Linked DNA regions of Ovis aries: region 1 is linked to region 2. Evidence: chromatin contacts called from public Hi-C data. All regions are on one chromosome and are shown on one strand. The core of a region is the stretch at or near the end of the contact, and the rest is flanking DNA. Distances in the headings are between cores, read along the strand shown. Region 1 holds the start of PPM1B (protein phosphatase, Mg2+/Mn2+ dependent 1B). Region 2 holds the start of PREPL (prolyl endopeptidase like).

What was found. A called contact is a pair of places that touch in the nucleus more often than the background predicts.
Region 1: a Hi-C map of muscle shows a contact between it and region 2, with 6 times the contacts expected there. The contact joins the promoter of PPM1B here to the promoter of PREPL in region 2. A contact is called at or near these places in 2 of 16 Hi-C or Micro-C datasets (blood and muscle).

Annotation. Positions count from the first base shown.
Region 1 is chr3:80,152,370-80,159,245 of ARS-UI_Ramb_v3.0, forward strand. It overlaps PPM1B (protein phosphatase, Mg2+/Mn2+ dependent 1B), which reads right to left and starts at 1,344. Exons shown (of 5, transcript XM_042246234.2): 1 at 924-1,344.
Region 2 is chr3:79,961,754-79,968,916 of ARS-UI_Ramb_v3.0, forward strand. It overlaps PREPL (prolyl endopeptidase like), which reads left to right and starts at 5,540. Exons shown (of 15, transcript XM_060412217.1): 1 at 5,540-5,643; 2 at 7,018-7,163. CAMKMT (calmodulin-lysine N-methyltransferase) reads right to left here and starts at 5,157. Exons shown (of 11, transcript XM_027966883.3): 1 at 4,947-5,157. The coding sequence starts at 5,084.

The DNA of each region.
Region 1 (6,876 bases), core at 94-2,593, 190 kb after region 2:
GTTATGTCTTCTTTCTAAAGTTTCCAAGTTGTTTTTAAGCCAACTTGAATACTGATGAATGTGGGTCGCTATTAAACGCTTAAAATGGGCAAATGTTCTAGAGCTAGTCAATCTGACATTGGAGGTCATGCAACTTGAAAAATGAAATAACTCTTACAACACTCACTGAGCTCTTCATTTTTAAAATAACTTCAGGGCTATTTCCACACTCTGCATTTAATAACACAATTTTTTAAAACGGACAGGCTCAGTTAATCAAAAAACTGATCTGCCGCTTCAAACTGGTGAGTCTATTCTTAATGGGCCTCTGGTGGATTTGGAATACTGACGATAGTAGCTTCACTGTAAAAAGACAGACATCCGAAAAGGACTGCTCGGAAGGGCAAGGAAGGAAGCCCGGAGTCGGCTGAGAAGAGAAAGAGAAACGATTTAAAGTCACTAAGGAAAAAGAAGGTGATGAGACGCAGAAATAGAAGAGCGAGAAAGAAGATTTAACAAGGAAGTGAAGTGGAGCGCAGAGGGCAGAAGCTAATAAGGAAACAAATGGGAAAAGGTAGTGTTTTCATATAGGCATGCACCAGGACGGAACGAGTTAAGGCCTGGAGTAGCCCCAGTGCTTTCAGATGATAGAGATGCTCGCAGAGAACAAGAACAAGCAGTTTACTTTCAGACGTTGAAGCAAACTAAAATTCCCGGCCCCGAGCCTCTCCCAACCTCGGCCGAGCGCGGAGGCGGCGGGGAAGGGGCCTAGCCAGGAGCCAGGCCCGGCGTACCGCTCCTCCGGGCTCCGCGGCCCAAGAAAAGAGGCGAGGATTAGAGGGCAGAGATCCCAGCCGAGGCTCGGCGGCACCCCGAAAACGGTCCGGGGCCTCCGCGGTGCCCGCGAGCCGCTTCCCCTTCGCCGGGTCGCCCAGCGGCCTTACCTGGGGCGAGGGAGGGAGGCGAGGTCTAGGGCGTCCGCTCGCGACCGCCGCAGAGCCCCCCTGCTGCACTCAGCCCAGGCTTCCAACGGAGGCGCGACCCTGCCTCAGCCGCCGCTTCCCGCTCGGGGTCTTGGCCACCGCCTCCGCCGCCTCCGGGGCTGTTTACACCCTCGGGCCCCGCACGCCGCCGCCGCCGCCGCTGCCGCCTTCTTTCCACCCTAGCGCCGCTGCCGATTCGGCCGCCGCCACCTCCTCCGCCGCAGCCTCGTCTCTCTGGAGCATCTTCCAGCCACCTAACCCTGAGAAACAGAGACTCCAGCCGCGCCGGCAGGAAACTCCCCCGCAACTGCTAGGGGGACGAGGCGGTCAGAGCACCGGCGGCTTTTCCGCCATTGAGCAGCAGCCGCTCCGCTCCTTCTGCAACGCCCTCCCCGCACCCTGTCCTTCCCCGCCCCTCGGAGAGCCCCGCCCCCATTCCCACCCATTGGGACGCCACGCGGCCTCTCACTGAAGCCGGTTGGTTGGCCGGCCCGTCAATCACCGCCCTCCCAGTCCGGCAGCCCCAGTAGCTCCGTCCTTAGTTTTCCCCGCCCACAAGGCCCCGCCCTTGGGCTCTTAGTTTCCCATTGGACACAAGTGACCATTTTCAATTGGCAAGGTCAGCTATCCATCAAACACCGCCCACTGAGTGAGACCCAACCCATCATTACCCTTTACTTCATTCAGCCCCGCCTCTGCTATGCCGCGCAGATATCAGGGACCAACCCACCCTAACAGACATAAGTAGAGACCGTCGTCAATCAAGTAACGCCCACCTGCGCTCTGCCTCTCAGAGCCCAGACCCTAGCGATTCTCTTTTGTTATTGGTCCAAATGGTGGCCCGAACTTTCAATCATTGGCTTTCTTTACATGTCTGTCACGGAACCAATTTCCAAGTCCGTCACACCGGCTTTTTTTAAATAAACGCGCAAAAGGCGGGGAAGTATTCGAAAAGCGATTGGCTAGTCCTCCAAAACGGTCAAACCTAGAGAGTCTGTGAGGAGCCTTTTCGTTCTGTGAAGACCGTGCCCCTTTATTTTTGACCTCTAAGCCTTGCGTAAAACCAAACGCCATAAAGGAGCCAATGGGCTGTCCAATTATAGGTGTGGAGGCCTAGTCCCACCCGGAATTGCAGGGGGTTCGCTGCTGATTGGCAAACAAAGTCCTACTAGGCCCTCATTGGAAGATATAAACGCCTCTCTTAGACGTAGAGACGAGAAGGATGGCGCAGGCGAGGGCAAGAAGCGATCCAAGGAGAGGCGGTTGTTTTGCTTTAGCCAGCGGGTGGGGCGCACGCGGGAGAGGGAAACTCAGAAGGCAGGGCTCTGGGGGAGGTGGTGCGGGGAGGAGAAAGGCCCGGATGTTCCCTAACAATGAAATCATCGCCGACCAATCAGAGCAGCTGCACTGGACTACCTGCCTGACCTGTCCCCGTAAGGGAAGAAAAGGAGTTAGAGAGCGGGAAATTGGGGTGTGTGGAGAGGCCAAAAAGCGATGTAAGAAAATAAGACAGGTGATTCCTTCGGAAGGATTCTGTGCTGTTGCTGCTGCTGGTGCTAAGTCGCTTCAGTCGTGTACGACTCTGTGCGACCCCATTGACGGCAGCCCACCAGGCTCCCGCGTCCCTGGGATTCTCCAGGCAAGAACACTGGAGTGGGGTTGCCATTTCCTTCTACAATGCGTAAAAGTGAAATCGCTCAGTCGTGTCCGACTCTTAGCGACCCCATGGACTGCAGCCTACTTGGCTCTTCCGTCCATGGGATTTTTCAGGCAAGAGTACTGGAGTGGGGTGCCGTCGCCTTCTCCCTCTGTGCTGTTAGGGGTTATTTTTATTTCTTCTAGGCCCGCACTACCTGGCATTCAGCCCTTAGCATTTCCGTGTTTTGTTTCTTAGTCAACATTGATTTTAGAAACTCTTGGCCTAGGCTTTGACATTCGTTCGCTCCACGGTTATTGAACGCCTGCTATTTGTCAGGCCCTGTACGTAGAGCTGAAGTACAAAAATAAATTATAAGATGATGCTTGCTGTAACTGAAACATGATAGAGACGGTGATGACCCAAAGGATCTTTCCTGTAAATTTACAGAGGAAGGCTTAATGCAGGATTAATCTAGAATAAATGATTCAATAAGAGGATGAAAGAAGTGGACATAATTCTTCCAGCAACTGAATTAGACTAAAAGGTGCATTCATGCATGCTAAGTCACTTCACTAGTGTCTGACTCTTTATGACACTATGAACCATAGCCCACCCAGGCTCCTCTGTCCATGGGATTCTCCAGGTCCCTTCCCCGCCTGTCTATGGGATTCTGTCCATGGGATTCTCTGCTCCTTCCCCACCCCCAACAAAAAGAAAATTAAAATGTAATGAAATTTTTCATTTTTTCCAATGAAAATGCCCTGAAAGAGAATTTAACCTTTGTTCATACTTTGGTGTAAATTGGTTTGGGCGGACAGTTAAGCTAAGACCCAAAACAATGTTACTCAACTTAGGTGCTGTCAGTGTTTTGGGGAGAAGGGCAGATTTAAAAATAGGGTGATTGTCCTGGCCTTTGTGAGGATAGCAGAAATAAAGGCTTGACTGCCATTCAGATTTCTTAATCTACTCAAGTTTGTGTAAGGATAGTGTTTCTTACAGCATGATGGCTAGACCACCAGCATCAGAATCACCTGGGAAGCAGATTCCTGGGTCCACTCACATCTCTAATAGCAAGGACCCAGGGGATAAGACAAGTGAATTTTTAAACAATTCTCACACGTAGTTTTTATGCACTCCAGTGATTGAGGTAGCATAATGGAAACACTGTGAGTTAAAATTCAGTTTCCCTACTTTTGCATGTTGGGAAGAAAAATAATAAGAAACGAAATAGCCCATTTAGATTTTGCCTTTCTCTTGTCCCCCTCATTATCAGTATGGGATCATACAGTTCTCAGGAAATATTTCTTAAATGATTCACAGAATCTATTTCTTTAGATCATACTCCTTTGCCTGACATGCCTTATATAGGGGTAAGGGAATCTAGGATCCCAGGTTCCAAAATAGGAATCATGCTAAAGATCCTACAAGTGGCGACATCTCAGGACCCTTGTCTTGAGAATCCAAGCAAGGTCATCAGAGAATTCTCTGGGTCTGCTTGATTTCCTTCTCACTTTCCCTTGGTTAGCCTCAAAATTAATACAAAGCAAAATCATTTAGGTGGGCTGAAGATTGTCCATCATTCCTTCTTTCAATCAGGAATAAGGATGTACTGTAAAGATGTACTGAATACTCTTCTAGGTGCTGAGAATACAAGGATCAAAAAGATTTTAAGTTAATTTTGTTATATACTTTATTTAATTAAAAAACTAAACCAATAGGGAAGGTCCAAGAAGATTCACAAAATTAGTGTGTATCATTGGAGAAGGAAATGGCACCCCACTCCAGTATTCTTGCCTGGAAAGTCCCATGGACAGAGGAGCCTGGTAGGCTACAGTCCATGGGGTCGCAGAGTCAGACACAACTGAGCGACTTCACTTTATCGTTAACATATAATGTGTCATTGAGTATCATCACAGTGGGCTCTGTTAAAAACTAGCTGTGTGGCTTCAGCTAGTAACTGAGCTCTTCAGCTGGTAAACAAGCCTCAGTTTATTATTCTGTAAAATAGGAATCATAACATCTTCTTCCAGAGTCAGATGAAGAGCTTTGGGCACTCTTAGTAATACAAAGCACTCCCTAATACATAATTTTAAATAGAAATAATGCTAAACGTAATGTAGAAAAGGTCCCGATTTTTCCAATGTTGACTGTAGTACTCTTAAGTTCTTTTTTAAGTAAGACATCAGGTATCAATTTTCTCCAAACAAATTGGATGCCCCACTTTTGCTGGTACACTAAGCCCACCCTTGGTAATCCAATGCTGCCTACTTCACATGACTTTTAAAGATTAAATGGAATATGGTACATAATAACACCTAATGTAATGCTTGTCACAGTTGAATCAGAATCTTTATAGAGAAAGAAATTCTCTATAAAGAATTTTTTAGGAGAAATTTAGAAGAAATTTCATTTATTCACTCAGCATATTTATGTGCCTCTTATATGCAGATACTGTAGTTTCTGACAACGAGCTTCAGTGTCATACTTCAAGTAGTCTCATCTGATCCACTCCCTTCTTAGCCACTGAAAATTAATGTTCCACTAATAAACCTGTTTTCTTCACTTAAGAAAAAATTCACCAGCTCCACTCTACAAATATTTACTAAGCATTCACTGTGAATCACGTGCTATGGTAGATGATGCGTATTGCTGCTTATGGAATGTATTAACTGATATGGTAGTTATAATAATTATATATTCAGTCTTTATCCCTGGTTTCTGGCACAGCGCTTCTAAAACTTTTGTAGTTTCTTGACAGGGGTGTCAGGAGAATTTTTTGTGATTCATAATAAGCCCCTTTGAACCCTACCTGAATTTAAGCTAATGAGGTGGTTCCTGGAGAATGGAGGCTGGTTGCTGGAGGAATCAACCATGTAATGAGAAGGTTAGAACTTTCAACTTGACCTCTGGTGAGGGAAGAGGAGCTGGAAATGGGCTTAATCACCAGTGGCTAATGAATTAATCAATCCTGCCTACATAATGAAGCCCCCATAAAAACCCTCAATGACAAGTTTTGGCGAACTTCTGGGTTGGTGAACACATCAAGGTGCTAGGAGGGTGGTGAGCCCCAAGAGGGCATGGAAGTTCACACCCTTCTCACGTAGCTTGCCGTATGAATCTCTTTCATTCAGCTTCCTGAGTTTTGTTTCTTTTTTTTTTTTCTAGCCTAGCCAAGAAGCATGTGGTATCTTAGTTCCCTCACCAGGAACAGAATCCATGCACCCTGCATTGGAAGCACAGAATCTGAACCACTGGACCACCAGGGAAGCCTCTGGCTGTTTCTGAGTTTTCAGTTCAGTTCAGTTCAGTTCAGTCGCTCATTCATGTCCGATTCTTTGCGACCCCATGAATCGCAGAGTTTTATCCTTTATCAAAAGCAGGTGATAGTGTTTCCCTGTGAGCTGAGTTCTGTGAGCTCGTCTAAAGTATCAAACCCATGGAGGGGGTTGTAGGAACTCCTGATTTATACCTAATCGGTTAGAAGTACAGGTCACAACCTGGAACTGATGACTAGCCCCTGAAGTCAGGGTTGGTCTTGTGGGACTAAACTTTGAAACCTGTGGGATTTGTGCTAACTCCAGGTAGTTAGTGCCAGAATTGTATAACATGAGGAAAACAACCCACACATTTGGTGTCAGAAGTGTGGTGAGTAAGAGTAGGAAAACAAGTTTTCCCTTTTCTTGACCACTGCCACTTTCTTAGAAATGTTCAACCCTGACTTTCATGAATCCGCAATGTTGTTTCTGTTGAAAGTGTTTCTAGAGAAAGGACTTCTTAGTACTGAGGCTCTTTTATCCTAAGGTATCTGGGAATTTAGCAAGAATTGGGCTACATGTGCTAAAAATTATCTTCAAAATCCAGAGAATTTTGCCCTCTACCCCATACTTAACACTTATTTTCATATTAAAATATTGTTTACAATTCTTATCATCATGAGGGGGAAAAGTCTTTTCCAAAAACCATATTTTGTTGGTTAGAAATGTTTGACTACAACTAGCAGAAAACTGAAACAGAGGCTTAAATAACTGGAGAGTGTGGGGTGGCATTTTTTTCGCACAAGAACTTTGGAGGTGAACAGTGATGTCAGGGTCAGCTTTTCTACAATGATCTTATTGCCCCAAGATCACAAGATGGTTTGCGTGTCTTCAGAGTAAGATGCCCAAGTTGAAGGCAGTAGGGTGTGAGGGAGTTACATGACCACCCCCAAGTGCAAGGGAGGCCAGGAAATTAGAGAACTGTGATGTCAGAGTTGATTAGAGTAGAGGTTCTTACACT
Region 2 (7,163 bases), core at 4,290-6,789:
GATGCCATCAACTAAAAGACATATCCCAATTTCAAAGATGTTATAATTAAAACTACACACCTTGGAATAGACGAAAAATGGTTTGAAAATAATCAGGTTCACTGGAAAAGAAGTTTAAATATAGAAGAGTAAAAACCCACTCAAAATTCTACCGTTCGGGAAAAGCACAGTTAAACATCCATCTATGCATATACATATAGCTACGAATGAGTTTGAAATGGCTCATACTATACATACTGTTTATATTTGGTTTTAGATTGCTCTCTTCGGTACTGTAAAAATCAGTTTTCTGATAAACGTACTGTGATGATCTCACTTGGATGCCCATTTTTGCATACTTACCCAGTACATAGCTATTTTTATTTTAAAAAAACATTTATTTATTTATTTGGATGCAACAGGTCTTAGTGGCTTGTGTGACCTTTAGTTTCAGCACGAGCAATCTTTTTAGTTGCGGCACACAAACTCTCAGTTGTGGCATGTGGGATCTAGTTTCCTGAACAGGGATCAAACCCAGGGCCTCTGCATTGGGAGCAAGGAGTCTTAGCCACTGGACCACCAGGAAAGTCCCCATAAGCTGTTTTTAAATGTTAAACATAAATCAAATTCTTTGTTAGGAAATCATAATAGGATTAGAAAATGGACAATTAGTTTATTCCTAACCCTGGAAAATAATTTCACTTTAAAATAATCAGAAACGGGAAGAGATCTTAAAGAAATCTAGTCCCACTCCCTCATTTACAAATGAAGTACAAATAGATTGCTCATCATCACAGGCAGATCTGGGACTAAATCAAATTGTATTACATTCTCTTCTAGAAATGATCCTGTCTCTTTCTGCATTGACAGTCTCAAATGTATATTACCTGCTTTAATTTAAATTGTACTATAAAATATTCCATTAATCGGATTCTTCAGCCAAGTATGCAGACGTCTAGGCCCTGTTATTCATTCTGTAGGTGGTTGTGAGATGTGCGTAAGCATGTAAGGGTCACTGCTACTTTTTCATCTGCTCTATAACCCTTCCTCTTGAGAAATGCCCCTCCCTCACTCTACGCAATAATGGCAGGGTTGTTATTTTCATCGCCACAGTGTGGGCTGATGACCCAGGTCAAAGTGCACAATTCTCCTACAAACAGCAATTGGTTCAAACTTGGCTTATTAGAGTCGTTTTAGAGGAAATGATTTGGGTGTTAGGGAAAAGGGTTATTTCTTCTGGATCACTAGCTGGGTGGATGATGAGGTAGCTATTTTTGCAATCAGGTAGTCTAACCCAATAAAGAAGGAAAAAAAAACAATATCCACAGCCTCTATTGATATTGATCCACAGACTTCCAGACCTCATCTGATTCAAGTGGGCACTAGATTCAAAAGTCAGCAATTTATCATGCGACCTGGTATCAAATGATGAACTAGGTCAACCAGATTTTCTCTCCAAAAATATTAATTGTAAAATACAGAAAATATTGGAGAGTGAAGGTAGAGGGCCACGAGATAGCACTGGAGCCCTAGTGGAAACACAGGATTGTGAGAAGAAAAAAGGAGACATAAGCAGATGTCATCAAAAAAGCAAGAGAGCTCCAGAAAAACATCTATTTCTGCTTTATTGACTATGCCAAAGCCTTTGACTGTGTGGACCACAATAAACTGTGGAAAATTCTGAAAGAGATGGGCATACCAGACCACCTGACCTGCCTCTTGAGAAACCTGTATGCAGGTCAGGAAGCAACAGTTAGAACTGGACATGGAACAACAGACTGGTTCCAAATAGGAAAAGGAGTACGTCAAGGCTGTATATTGTCACCCTGCTTATTTAACTTCTATGCAGAGTACATCATGAGAAACGCTGGGCTGGAAGAAACACAAGCTGGAATCAAGATTGCCAGGAGAAATATCAATCACCTCAGATATGCAGATGACACCACCCTTATGGCAGAAAGGGAAGAAGAACTAAAGAGCCTCTTGATGAAAGTGAAAGAGGAGAGTGAAAAAGTTGGCTTAAAGCTCAACATTCAGAAAACTAAGATTATGGCACCTGGTACCATCACTTCATGGGAAATAGATGGGGAAACAGTGGAAACAGTGTCAGACTTTATTTTGGGGGGCTCCAAAATTACTGCAGATGGTGACTGCAGCCATGTAATTAAAAGACGTTTACTCCTTGGAAGGAAAGTTATGACCAACCTAGACAGCATATTAAAAAGCAGAGATATTACTTTCCAAACAAAGGTCTATTTAGTCAAGGTTATGTTTTTTTCAGTAGTCATGTATGGATGTGAGAGTTGGACTATAAAGAAAGCTGAGTGCCTAAGAATTGATGCTTTTGAATTGTGGTGTTGGTAAAGACTCTTGAGAGTTCCTTGGACTGCAAGAAGATCCAACCAGTCCATCCTAAAGGAGATCAGTCCTGGGTATTCATTGGAAGGACTGATGTTGAAGCTGAAACTCCAGTACTTTGGCCACCTGATGCAAAGAGCTGACTCATTGGAAAAGACCCTGATGCTGGGAAAGATTGAGGGCAGGAGGAGAAGGGGATGACAGAGGATGAGATGGTTAGATGGTTGTCACCGACTCGATGGACATGGGTTTGGGTGAACTCCAGGAGTTGGTGAGGGACAAGGAGGCCTGGCGTGCGGCGGTTCATGGGGTCACAAAGAGTCGGACATGACTGAGCGACTGAACTGACTGACTGAAGCTGATGTCATGAAGATGTCCCATAAGAAAGGGAAAAATAATTCATATCTCTAGTATTGTTCAGATTTCTCAGTTTTCCAGTTCTGAATGCTCATAAGATACAAATGGTCTGCTCACTTGAAACATATTTACAAAGAGCCTGAAAATGTTTAAAACACATGGCAGATTCAGTTATTACAGAAAAAAATTCACTTTCTCCCCTGCCCTCTCCAAGGAAAAAAAAAAATTTTTTTTTCTGCCCCGTTGACTAAGATTCTTATTTTGACCAACAGGATATTAGTAAATATTTAAAATATTAATATGTTTCAGTGGTTGCATTTGCTCTCTTATACCTCTGTCATCACCATGAAAACATGTTAGCTAACTCATCTCAGGATTAGAGGCATGTGGACCAAGCATGCAGCCTAGAGCCACTCAGCTGATCGCAGCCTGTCAGTGGCCCACAAACAGAATAAACGCTCACTGTTGTACGCAACAGTATGTGATGTATGTAATGGCATTGCATACAACAGTACATGTATGTATTAATATCTGATGGTGTGGTTATTTGTTACTCAGTGATAGCTCTCTGATACAATACACTGAGGATAAGATCCTGTGGGCCACTTAAAGGCTGTCCTTATTTTCAGGCTTTCCACAACACATAACAGTTATCTACTAAAAATTAACTACCCAGGCCCTGTGCAGAAGATGGAGGTTAATAAAATAACATCATTCCCCGAGGAGAATTCCTATTCTCATGAGAAAGATGGATTCTAATCAAATGGTCTTAAAATAGTGTGAAAGGGGGTTACGCATAGAGTCACCTATGGGTCTAACTCAGCCCATAGGAGTCAGCAGAGGCGTCACATAAGAGGCGATTGACACAGAGGTCTGAAGGATGAACAGTCATTTATTAAGTAGAGAAGATGATAGAAAGACTCTAAGCAGTGAGCACAAATATACCAAAACATTAAATTTCAAAGCGTGAGGGGAGTTCAAATGGCAGCCATGGCTAAAACTCACTTTTATGCTAAAGTAGACAGCAACTCAGAATGAATATAAATGATGGTCAACTCGAGTTTTTACTAAGAATCACTTGTCATCATAATAAGGTTTGATTGATCAATTTAAAGCCTTAATTTACTATTTTGATAATTCAACTTTGTTTACTTCACTACAGAAAGTTCCTACAATAATGATCTATAAGGACATGTATTTTATTATCCTATAATACCATCTGTAACACTAATAGCAAAACCAGATCATGAATGCTCTGCAAGGGCTGTCAATGTGTCAGCAAAGAAAAGGTCTTTGTGTCATGACAGCACTGTAATGCCACAGTATGAAAAGACGACTCCCGACAACTGCAAACAAAGTAACCCCCAAAATACTAAACACACAATATCAAATAAAGTGGCAGTAGCTGAGAAACTCTTCTCAAAATACAAATCAGAAACGCAAAGTGTCCCACTGAATAAAGGTTTCAGCAGGAAACCCCAGGCAGAAGCATAACATTGAGGTATCAACAACAGATTTCACTTCAAGCACTTTGGCAAGGAGTGTCAGTGATGTCAAATAAGAAAATTTTCCAACTGGCACACCACTGAAGTTACCCGCAACAGTGGCATCTTCGAAGTGCTAAAAGATAATCGCCAGTAAACAACATACAGAGACGCAAGGATTTCACTGATCACTTCAAACCACAAGATAAACAAGTAACTATCGCGTGGAAGAGAAGGGGTGGGCGGGGGCAGCTCTTACAACTCCCTTGGCTCTCAGCTCCACGGAAGAAACCGAAGCAACACGTGCAACGCCACAGTCCCTACACAGTCAACCACGCTGATCACCAAAAGAGGGGCCAGATTTGGGGCTAGAAACAGGCTGGGAGTTAAGAAGCAAGGAGAAGAAACCAGGGGAAGAAAGTAAAACGGAAGCAGAAAAGGGCAGTATGGGCTGCGGAGCGGCGGTTCCACCAACCCTGCTGGCGGGCAAGAAGAAAAGTCCCTCAGATGCAGACTAATGTCTAGGAAGGAATCTTCTACTTAGTTCGGAGTTTCCCAGGACTCAGCTCTGGCTGCCCCCTCCCTACCGATGCCACCTGATGCCTCCCTTTTTGGTGGGACCCGTAGGTGAACCAAGGGGGCGCTCCTCAGGCGGCTCCTGATAAAATTGTGAGGGAACTCCCCGAGCTTCCAAGGGAAGAGGAGCTACAGATAGCTTGCGAGGGGAGTGGCCAGAGGCAATAGTGAATTAAGAGAGCTCTCCCTTACCTGCCGCAGGAGCTTCCACCGGGCGGCACCCAACGGCGCCGAGGCTGCGGATCCCGGAGCGGCGCCGCTGTTTGCCTGGCCCTCGCCTGCCGTCTGCTCTGCTTGACCGGCGGCGGCGTCAGAGACTTGAGATTCCATTCCGCTAGAGCCTCTTATACCTGAGATCCCGCCGCCACAGCTCTCCCCTGCCAGGACCTGCCTACTTCTTCCCAGTCAGGACCTGTGACGCCAGGCCTCCCTCCCTCTGCCCTAGCTCCCGAGCCCTCCCCGAATGCCGCATTTCCGGTAGTCGCGTCTCCTTAGCAACCAGGGCAGCGCGACTCTCGTCACTGCACCATTTTGCTGGTGGCCATCTTGAGTGAGGGCAGACCAGAGGGTGCGAGAACTGTGGCAGATCTAGCGCGACCCTGCCCCTTTTTGTTCTCCTCTCTCCTGTTTCAGTTCGAGTTCTGAAGACTAGCAAAGATCCAAAAGATTTGTATTTTGAGCAATAATGATCTCAGAAGGAGAAAAATCCACTCCTGACCACAATAAAGATGGTGGAATCTGCTTAGAGCGCGTGCTAGTTGGGGGTTACGTAGAACGCGTGCTGCAAACTAGCTCTCGGCGACACTGGGTAGGCAGTGGTTCTGCTAGCTGCAGAACGCAGTCTTCGGCAGGACGCGGTCGAGGTGACAGCTGCACTCCTTCCTGAGAGGTTCGGGTCCTCTGGGCGTGCCTTTACTCGTTTCGGTATCTAGAGCCAGGCTGATTTTCAATTTGCGTACGTATTGGGGGGCGTAGGCTGGGGGGTCTCGTCCCTTCACCTCTTCCTCTCCCCATCCAGCCATCCCTCAGTCCTTTAGTCCTAGCTTTTTGACCGATGTCACTTAACTGCGTGACACATGGTACCACTCTCTCGCCTCGGATGCACAGGAAAAACGAATAGGTTCTCCCAGGAACGCCCGTGTGTCTGCCCTACCCCCATCGTTAACCGGCTGTCTTCTCCCTGCGGGTGGAAGATGGATGGATGGAGGCTGCCGGCAGGGATGTAGTCATTTAGAGCCTTTCTTTTATTTTCTCATACTTTACTTAATTTCTTTGTTTTTGCTGCTATCGGCTGCTCATTCCCTACTTCAACTCTCCTTTATTTTTGCTACTTCGTAGCAGATCCGAGCTGTGGTAAAGCTGACGCAGTATTTTCCCTTTGCTACCCAGAAACATTTTGTGGAAGACTTTCGTGATGACATTCAACAGTGTGCAACATATCTAGATATTTCCTATCCAAAAAATAGTAGCCAAGGGTTACTGAGTGGTTACTGCGTCCCAGGCACTTGATTAAGGGTTAAGCATAACTTATTGTTTCATTCTTAGAATAGTTAGTGGGGTTATTATCTCTGTTTTACACAGGAGGAAGCTAAGCACAGGTGGTAAGTGCAGGAGTGAAGACCTGAACCCAGGTTTCTCTGACTTAACTACTCACTAGCCTTACTTACCTTGCTAGATAGGTTAAAAAGAACGGGCTTTCCAACAGGAGACAGATGGCATCACATTTCCTGTGTGCATCCTGAAGTGTTTTTTGCAACTAAAGAGCTTTAACATCAAAGTCCAGTTGTTTTTATTTGCAGATAGACATTTCTCTATCACTTTCTGTAGAGGTGACCTGGGGTAGTTGCTTAAACCTCCCTGAGCCACAGTTTGCTCACCTGTAAGATCCACATAATAGCGACTGTATCAGATTCCTATGAAGTTTAAATTAGATCAAGTATATAAAAGCATCTGGCATGTAGGAAACACTCAATAAATACTAATACCTTCTCTGCCTTTATTCAGTAATTAGTCTTTTCCAGTTCATCCTGCATATATTGTGTTGGCCGAAAAGTTCATTTAGGTTTCTCCATAACATCTTGTGAAAAACTGGAAGGAACTTTTTGACCAACCCAATACACATAAAAGATAAGATCTGAATTATGTAAAATCAAAGCCGGTTTGCCTTTTAAAGCCCTCAGAGTTCCTGAGATGCCCCCATTAAGTCTTTGTATTTATTGCAGATTTTTATTTTGTTTTTTCGTTTTTGTTTTTTTTTTTTTAGTTTGCCCATGTGTGTACCAGAATCAGTGCTGCATAGTTTGAGCCTGATAAGATTGACCTTACTAAAGAGACATTTAAGTCACATCTGCCAAGAAATATGACTTGAATGAAACTAACTTGTACAAGTTTTCAATACTTTTAACCTGA